3 separate regions of the Danio rerio genome follow, and regions 1 and 2 are each linked to region 3. Evidence: chromatin contacts called from public HiCAR-type data. All regions are on one chromosome and are shown on one strand. Each heading gives the region's core, a stretch centred on a gene start, on an enhancer-like site or on the middle of the called end of the contact. The rest is flanking DNA. Distances are from core to core; before and after follow the strand shown. Region 1 holds the start of virma (vir like m6A methyltransferase associated). Region 2 holds the start of rad54b (RAD54 homolog B). Region 3 holds the start of l3mbtl1b (L3MBTL histone methyl-lysine binding protein 1b).

Region 1 (3,083 bases), core at 539-3,038, 150 kb after region 3:
TTGTAATAAAACAGCAAGGTAAGCAGCACTTTACCAAAGTTGTAGGGAATACTTTTGTTGCATCCAAAAGTGTGGTTATTATAATCACCATGCGACTAGCTGATACAGCCCAAAAAAATTTAAATGTCTCAAAAATGCTGCATTTGAGCCTCATATCTTAACACAAAATAATTTTTTGGGAGAAAAAAGGGAACTACCCCTTTCAATATGCTGGCTACAGGCCTGTACAGGCCTTAGCTCTACTCCCTAGATTGACTAACTCTAGTGCTTCATAAACTGAGAATTTGTTAACATATTTGCCTAAACAATTTTTGTATCTGTGACTTGGGTCAGTTTACACTGAAGGGCCTCAACAGTTTGAGTCTTTTGCATCCGTTACTGGATTCGTTTAGAGAATGTTGCATCAGATGATACAATTAGGGCTTTACCCTCTGAAACTCCCAAATCAATGCTAAACCTTTGTATAATATACTTTCAATTTCAAGTTATGCATAATTATTATTATCTATTCATTTATAAATGAGTTTGATTATATGGCTTTGCTTAAATGTATTAAACCATGTAATAAAAGCAAAAGCATATAGTAAACCATTTTATGGGTTTACAGGCTTTTTTATTCAATGTCACAAGAACTACGGTCACATCAGAGTAATAGTTCACCCCAAAAATAATAATAATCAGTCATCGTTTACTCAGACTTGATTAAAAACCTGAAACTATTAACTATTGATAGAATTATTTTTCTCCATTGAAGTTAAGTTTCCAACAATCTCAAGACGTCTTTTCTAATCTTCTTTTGTGCTCAACACAATAAAAACTCAAACTGTTTTAAAACAATTAAAGGGTGAGGAAATTAAGACAGAATTTTCATTCTTGGATAAACTTTCCCTTTATTAACATTAATTATTAAAAAAATATTAGAATAAAACAATGAGGCAGCATAGGGGTGTAATGGGTAGCACAATCGCCTTACAGCAAGAAGGTCGCTGGCATTTCTGTGTGGAGTTTGCATGTTCTCCCCGTGTTTGCGTGGGTTTCCTCCGGGTGCTTTAGTTTCCCCCACAAGGCCAAAGACATGCGGAACAGGTGAATTGAGTAAGCTGTTTGAAGTAAATTGTTTAAGAAAGATTTGGTTTGAAAAGCAACATAATATATTTTTAACTAGGCTATACACACAAATCACTATAACATATCTATGTTTTCTGCCAAAAAAACAAACAAACATTTTAACACAAACTAATCTTGACGTTGAAACTAGTTCATCTTTTTTGGTATTATCCATTTTTTTTGGAAAAATCTTTTACATTTTATTCGAAATAAAATTTATAATGAATGTACTTTTTTACGAGTATGAACAAAAGTAAACAGTTGTATGTGGGGAACTTAATTTTGCTGCTTGCTAAATTTCACATTCATAAGTCAAAATTTTCTTACTCCAGACCTATGTTTGTGCTTTTTCTGAACGAATTTAAACAATATCTTTCACTGATCCAATTGTCTCAAAACAAAAAGGCTCTAAAAACTTAAACTGTCTGCGGCTCTTTCCCAATGTTTGATGAGTACATTTTGCTTTTTCAGTATGTACTTTTTATATACCCCCTGTCTTAGCTGTTTCTTCTTTTTATTTGTTTGTTTTGTGCCGTTATTTTTCTTCATTGTTAAAGATAATTGTTCTGCCTATTTGTTGTTGTATGTATTAATTGTATACACTGTTTATGGGCTTAATAAAAAAATAAAAAATAAAAAACCTTGACGTACGCCTTCAACCCCGGAAGTATATCGCTCACCGGAAGTTCTAATGTGATCAAGAAAGATGGCGGGGGATTCTGCAATGGAGCTGCTCTTTTTAGATACGTTCAAGCATCAAAATGCAGAGGTAACGTTAAACATGCAGCGTTTCCTATCTTCACTCGTGACTTTCAACAGGATTTTGCAGAGGCCATAAACTTTTACACACGTTAAAATATTTTCGCGCGTTCTTAAAGTTTCCATTCTAGTAACGCACAGGGCGCTGTAAGCAGTTAGCTTGCTAATCAACCTAACCACAGCAATTTATACATATCCTCTACATTCAAGGCAACAATACAGCTCGTGATTTCATAATAACTCTGTATTCTCCTCCAAAACATTTATGTGAGCTGTGCTATGGCTGAACATGTCTAATGTGAAGACATAAGGTTTAAGTTGTTTCTCGGTGCAAGCAGACTATAAACAACGTGGCTATAAACAAGCAGTATGTAACATTAGGTTACTGTGACAAACCAAAGATTTGATTTTCTTTACAATAACGTGTTTTTGTGAACATAGGGTAGCGGTGCTTGTTTAGTAACCTCTCCGGTTCTCATGAGCTTGATTATCTGACAGGAGCGCTTGTGTTTGTAAACAAAATGGTCAGTCTGTATAGAAGAAATTCACAGAGCCTGGGGGAAAAGTGTTTGGAATTTTTTTGGTAAAGTTGGTTTTATATTTGCATATTCGGACTTTCTTCTTAATAATATCATATCTGAAAAGTATTATTTGCAAACTCTTAATCGGGAAATCATAATAGCAGTCAATGACTATCAAAGTACGACACTGTTTACAGTCAGTTAAATAGTGCTGATGTTTTGACGTCATTTAAATGCGATTTTACATCCAATATTTAAATTAGCATGGTAAACGGACCGTTAAATGAACGAATGTGCGAATATGAAACCTTTACCTCTGTGTGTTTGGAGTTGGGCCAAATAGAAATTACAAACCATTGTGTTTAATGTATAACTTTGTTGGTCATATTACGTTTTTTTTTGTATAAACAGTCAACATTATTATTCTTCCTTTGAATTTTAATTACATTTTCAAATGTTTCATTTTCAAATATAGTAGTGTTTAAATAATAGTTTTAATTAACTTACTAGTTTATAATTGCTAATTTCTTTTGTCTTTGCCATGAAGGCAATATTTTCCAAGATACTAGTTTTCAGCTTAATGTGCAAGTTAGTGGCTTGACTAGGTTTTTAGGCTAAACAGACAAGTCAGTAGACAGATTGAGCTAAAGTTGTTTTTTTATTCTCACATTTGTTCAGTAACACGCACCCTTTATT
Region 2 (2,942 bases), core at 315-2,814, 200 kb after region 3:
AAAATTAAAAATGATTTTTTAAAAATCCAATCAAAACAAATGTTTTTTTATTTTCACACTGACAAAGTTAAAATAATGTAAGAATAGATAAAAAAAACTGCAAACAGAAACAGGTTTGTATATAAATTTTACATTTTATTTTGTTAAGTATCTTAAACATACAGAATTGTAAGATTACTTGTTATGTTACACATTCAAATGTTTTCTCATTTGACAACTACAATTTAACATGAATAATTCTGTTACATTAAAAAGTAATTAAAGAATGTAAATTATAAATGAACAATGATTACAAATATACAACACATTTAATGTTGAAAATGGAGTGTTTACCAGTAAAACCCATATATCAGGAGCCTGTTGGTCCCTCCCTCACTGACATCCAGCAGACGGTCCTTAATAATAACCCCTCAGTAACAGGTGATCTGCGCAAGTGTTCCTGCACCTGCCTGGCCACGTGACAGAAAAACAACTGATCATCTTAGGTGTCCGTTTGTGGCTTGACCATTAAACACTTCTGTTTTTCTATGATATGCTGCTCTGGTTAAACCCTCACTGCTAACAGATCCGCATTTGAGGATATACAGCAGGATCTTTATGAAGGAGAGGATGTTTGTCAGTGTCTGGTCACTCTCACTGCCTGAATGATCTCTGTTCTTCATGGCTGCGGTTGGATTAGACAGGATTATGCTTTCCCACACTCTGATTGGATTATTTTCTACACGCCAACATTACAGCTTCACTTTCAGACATGCAGCACTGTATAAAATATTGACACAACACATGCAAACATGCATCTGTGTGCATCCCAAACACAGTTACTGAGTAAAACACTTAAGAATTCAATAAAATCACACTCAAGCACCATGTATGTGTTATTAAACGTTTCTAAAGATTAAAGGGTAATGTTATTCAAGATTTCTCCAGTACTGTGCCAGTAATTCATGATTATATATATTTATTAGTTAAATTACAACCAAAAATAAACATTGATACATTGATCATAATTTATTTCATTCAGTGCCTTTCCAGTACTCTTTTTTACATATACAGATTTTTCTTTACTGTGTAATATGTACAAAAATTCACCATTTGTTTACTTTCTAGTAAAATATGTTTGTTAATAAGCAATATTTTTTGCAATAATTCGAATATAAAGTATACTAACAATGTATTAATGAAAGACTGCAATGATGAATATAATAAAACACACACAAACCAGTAATTGATTTGATGTCAAAGCTAATAACTGTGCACAAAACTTGTTTGTTATAATGTAAATAACCAAACAAGTCTAGTTAATAATGTGTAGTAGCTTCTACTTGCCTGTTTGATCAGTGATGGTTGACAGAAATCAAACTTTTCAGACGTCTCTTCTATTTTGCTTCATTTACCTTTGCTGGATTAGATATATATTATTTGCAGGCTACATTTCCTGTCAGGTTTCTTTAACAGTACTCTCTCTGTACTGTTGATTTTTGCTCTTCATAAGCTCCTCAACTCCACCTACTTTACGTGACGTCGAGTTTTGTCCAATCACAGCAAAGGTACGTCACGTCCGCGGGAGACTCGTTTTTGAGGGAGTTTTTGTAAATAGGCAAAGTGATTGACATACGAGAGGAAACTCGATAACAAGGTAAGCGGTTTACGTATTGCTTATGTACAATTAGTAGATTAAATTCAAATGCATTTGACATGTTTTGAGAGGTGTAAGGAGTCGGTCAGCGCGGCTCAACTTTACATTGTTTACCCGTGTTTTGCTAACGACAGCAACAGATGCTTGCCTGCTTGCTAAAAATGTCCTGTTCGCAAAGGGATGGTTCGCCCAAAAGGAAACTATTTCTTTGTTTATCACATTCTTGTCATCTCTAATGAGTATGACCTTCTTAACATTATTTATGAGCTGGTTCAGTTTAATGATATATATAGATGAGCTACCCCGCGTTGTCCGATTCATGAACAAATGAAATGACTCTTATGAACTGGATCTTTTTAGTGAATCATAAACCCTCTGATACGAAAGAATTTGCAGTTCATCAGGGCTGCTTATTACACTTTAATAATAATATTTAACATCATGTATAATATTATTGATTAGGTAGTAAATATTGCATTCATAAAGAAAAAAATCCTAAAAAGTCATACTAAAATGTAATTATAAAAATGTCAACAAAAGTTCTTTTTTTCAATTTCTGTGTACATACCTCAAATCAAAGCACTTTAACTGTCACATTAGCAGCAGCAGCACGTGTTCTATGATGAATGAAAATCTATTAAGGTAAAGTTTCTCCAAAATAGTGTCATTCCAAGAAAGTATTCTTTGCCAATGCTAAATATGGAAATCTAATCCTATTATCAGTCAACGACTGTCAAAGTACAACACTGTTCACAGTCAAATAAATAGGGCTAATGTTGTTTTCAAGTAATACTTACATGTGACTTTCGATTGAATTTTCAAAGTACCATGTTAAACAATGTAGGCAGCATGTCACAAGTTGTCACTGTACGAATGTGCCGATATTTAACCAGCTTTACCTAAATTGAATAGCTTAGGTGCTGGCTCCAGACTACAGACAGTGCATAATACAACAAAATACTCAAAAATAAAACAATAAACTATTAAAAATGCTGACAATTAATGAGCAATTCCAGCGTTATGGGTTTGACATTTTGAGTAAAAAATTCAAACATAAATACACAGAGAAAATCTATGATAACATTATATTGCACCATCTGTTTATATTTTCCAAAACAACTAACCACAGAGTTATGGGATCAGAAAAATACCAATCTGTAAATATTATTTATATTTTAAAGTAAACATGCGTTATGGACGTGACCAAAAAAAGTATGCGAGTTTACAGTATACAACATACTTTGTAGAAATTCTGTAAATTAAACTGCACAACCCAAATGAAACAATGCTAATCTAAAGGATAAGA
Region 3 (3,023 bases), core at 304-2,803:
AACCAACTGCATTTTGGGTCTCAAATATGTGCTGTGATTATGCTAGATAACTTTAAACGCAATATAATGTAAGAATATGATATAATTAGTGAATCATCACTGCTATTTGATAATAATAATTCTTGAAAACAATGACCACTGCACCAAGTCTGCACGTCAGCGATCTTCAAAGGCCTGATTATAATCACTTCCATGTGGCAAGTGTCGGAAAATGCACCAATACTTTTTAAGCACTACACAAGCAGATATCGTTTAAGCAATCAAAGATATCGTTTTCAATCATGAAAACGCTTCGAAAACATTGTTTGTCTGTGGATGATGAAACGACCGCAACTCAGGTTTACGAAACAACTGTGCGTCGCTTGTAATTCCATCTAATCCCGCTGGAGGGCGACTAGTGCTTACAGTACGGATTACACCAAGCACTTTCAGAAGGACAAAAATATGTATTTCAACATAGTTGTTATGTTAATTTGTACGAGCTAGTCATGTATACAGACTCGTACTGACACAATTAAACTACTTTGCTGCTTAGTCATGAATAAAACCGACGAAAAGTAAAGTTAGAAGAACAAGTTCGGCTTTTCCTTGTTTTAAAAGATTCTCCTTAAATCTGTGCTTTAAAAGCGGGCGGATGATCGCATAGACAAGTCAAAACGTGCGTACCCGCGATGAATTTGTTTTTAAATAAGAAATTGGTCATTTAAGTGCGTTATCATTCGTATACAACAAGCACTACTGTAATAACGTTCTTGACCTGTCGTTTATCATAAATCAAAATTGCATCCAAATCTCAGACTGTACAGTAACGGCACCCGGCAAACATCACATAAAAGGTCATCAGGTTTATTAAAAAACATTGTTTGAATATTTCAAGTGATGCCAGAATTTATTCCGAGCATAAATAAAGTGCAATGCGCGAGCGCCCATTATTAGCATTCGACTGACACACAAAATGGCGGAGCATAGCAAAGGGCCGCCGACACGTTTAAAGTATGTAAATTATAACAGTTCTCTGGACTGTTTCGCGTCGCTCAGACCTTCAACTAACCCTGGAAGGCCAAGTGTACAACTTGTTTTATTAAAACGCAATGTTTTCCCCTCCGATAAGAAACTCCTTACTTTCCCCTTGTCACGGAATGTCGTTAGCCCTACTGATAGCCCTGGCTAGCTGTAACATTAGCAGGGCAGCCTACAATAAACCAAATCAACAGTTTCACGTGCTTATCCGAAAGAAAAACATTCCCCGAGATACTTTGGATAAGTTGCCATTCATCCTGATATAAAAATAACAATTCGGCTGCACGCAGACACGAGGAAATAAAGAAATGCATGCTTTTAATTTCTTCTGCACAAACTTGTCACTTCTATTTATCTTTACGCTTTTTAAAGGTCGTTAAAAATCGCCGCAGTGGTTGAAAACTGTTAAACAACAAACGCACTCTGTGTTAGTATCGTTGTTTACTGCGTGGGTGACGACACGAACGTCATATTTATTGATAAACGTGCAACTCACCTCGTTTCTCTCTTAACTCTTATTTAGAGCTGGATGGCGGCGTTACTGCGCATGCGCCGATTCATATGTGTCGTCCAACTTCTATAGCCTCTATAAACTTCATCGCAACGTTTGTTTGTGAAGGATGCTCTTCATGATGCAAACAGTTAGACGAACTGAAGCACCTAGAGTCCTTACGTGACCCCAGAATTCGCTTAATCAGTGCGTGTTGCTCTAAGAAGGCCTTATATTAAAGATATAGTATGTGGTATTTGAATCTCCTTACGGTTTTGACGCTCTTAAAACAAAAGGAGTCCGCTTTATTCAAATGGGATCACTAATAGTTGTGTTTAATGTTTAATGTAACCTTGCAAGTGCGCGTTCACAGTAACGTGCTGTTGTTTTTAAAGTGTGAATTTGTAGCTCTTCTGTTTAGTCTTGGTATGGTGATCCTATGATTTGATTTCCTGTAACTATCACGTGTTCAGGTTTTACGCAGCAAATCTTTTTTTTTTAGCAAAAGGAGTATTACGGTCATATGTCTGATAATAAACAGAGAACTAGATATTATTCGCGAACCAACAGCGTTTCAACCATTAAAACGGAAGTTCATAATGTTCAAATACAATGTTTTAACAGCCGCATTGTGCAGAGAAAGTGCCGTGAAGGAAGAAAGCAAAGACACCACAAGATGGCGCTGTGAGCTTAAAAATTGACATTAATGTTGCGAGGTGAGTGTGGAGGAGCAGGAGAGACTGATAATGAGCTAAGAAAAATATTTAATTACTCAAACATAAGAATGTATGTAAATAAATTGCACTTGACGTTTGTCAAATGCTTAAAATAAAATTTAAAGTGTGCATTTAAATGATTTATTAATACTTTTTATTATTTCATAAATTCACGTTATTAAACAAGATGAAATAATTTAAATTAAAATGTGTATATGTATTTATAATTTAAAATAATAATGCATTGTTTTATTGTTTTATTAAATTACATTTATAAATGTTTATTATTTTGTCATTTAAAAAATTATTAATGTACTTTATATAGAATTTGTTTGATCAACGTTTTAAAACATTAATTATTTAGTATCTGTTTATGTCTGTTTAGTAATGCAAAAATACATTGTTATGTATGTTTTTTTAATGCATTGTTTTATTGAATGACATTTAAACACAAATTAAATACATTTAAATGCCTACTAATTTACCTATTTAAAGATGAATTATGGTGATGTAGTGGCGCAGTAGGTAGTGCTGTCACCTCACAGCAAGAAGGTCGCTGGTTCAAGCCTCGACTGGGTCAGTTGGCGTTTCAGTGTGGAGTTTGCATGTTCTCCTGCGTTTGCGTGAGTTTCCTTCGGGTGCTCTGGTTTCCCCCACAGTCCAAAGACATGTGAATTGAGTAGGCTAAATTATCTGTAGTGTATGAGTGAGTGTGTGTGGATGTTGTGTGTGTGTGTGTGTGTGTGTGTGTGTGTGTGTGTGTGTGTGTGTGTGTGTGTGTGTGTACATGCATACAT

What was found. HiCAR-type assays count read pairs that join an accessible place to other places.
Region 1: a contact with region 3 is called in a HiCAR-type map of caudal fin, with 4 times the contacts expected there. The contact joins the promoter of virma here to the promoter of l3mbtl1b in region 3. A contact is called at or near these places in 1 of 18 Hi-C or Micro-C datasets (caudal fin) and 2 of 4 datasets of contacts at active chromatin or transcription factors (caudal fin and embryo).
Region 2: a HiCAR-type map of caudal fin shows a contact between it and region 3, with 5 times the contacts expected there. The contact joins the promoter of rad54b here to the promoter of l3mbtl1b in region 3. A contact is called at or near these places in 3 of 18 Hi-C or Micro-C datasets (caudal fin, hematopoietic stem cells and an unstated tissue) and 2 of 4 datasets of contacts at active chromatin or transcription factors (caudal fin and embryo).

What each region holds. Positions count from the first base shown.
Region 1 is chr16:29,801,764-29,804,846 of GRCz12tu, forward strand. virma (vir like m6A methyltransferase associated) reads left to right here and starts at 1,789. Exons shown (of 23, transcript XM_683656.10): 1 at 1,789-1,876. The coding sequence starts at 1,814.
Region 2 is chr16:29,853,574-29,856,515 of GRCz12tu, forward strand. rad54b (RAD54 homolog B) reads left to right here and starts at 1,565. Exons shown (of 15, transcript XR_012392112.1): 1 at 1,565-1,636. It overlaps rnf41l (ring finger protein 41, like), which reads right to left and starts at 1,462. Exons shown (of 8, transcript XM_068214144.1): 1 at 1,327-1,462.
Region 3 is chr16:29,649,606-29,652,628 of GRCz12tu, forward strand. l3mbtl1b (L3MBTL histone methyl-lysine binding protein 1b) reads right to left here and starts at 1,554. Exons shown (of 22, transcript XR_012392111.1): 1 at 1,443-1,554.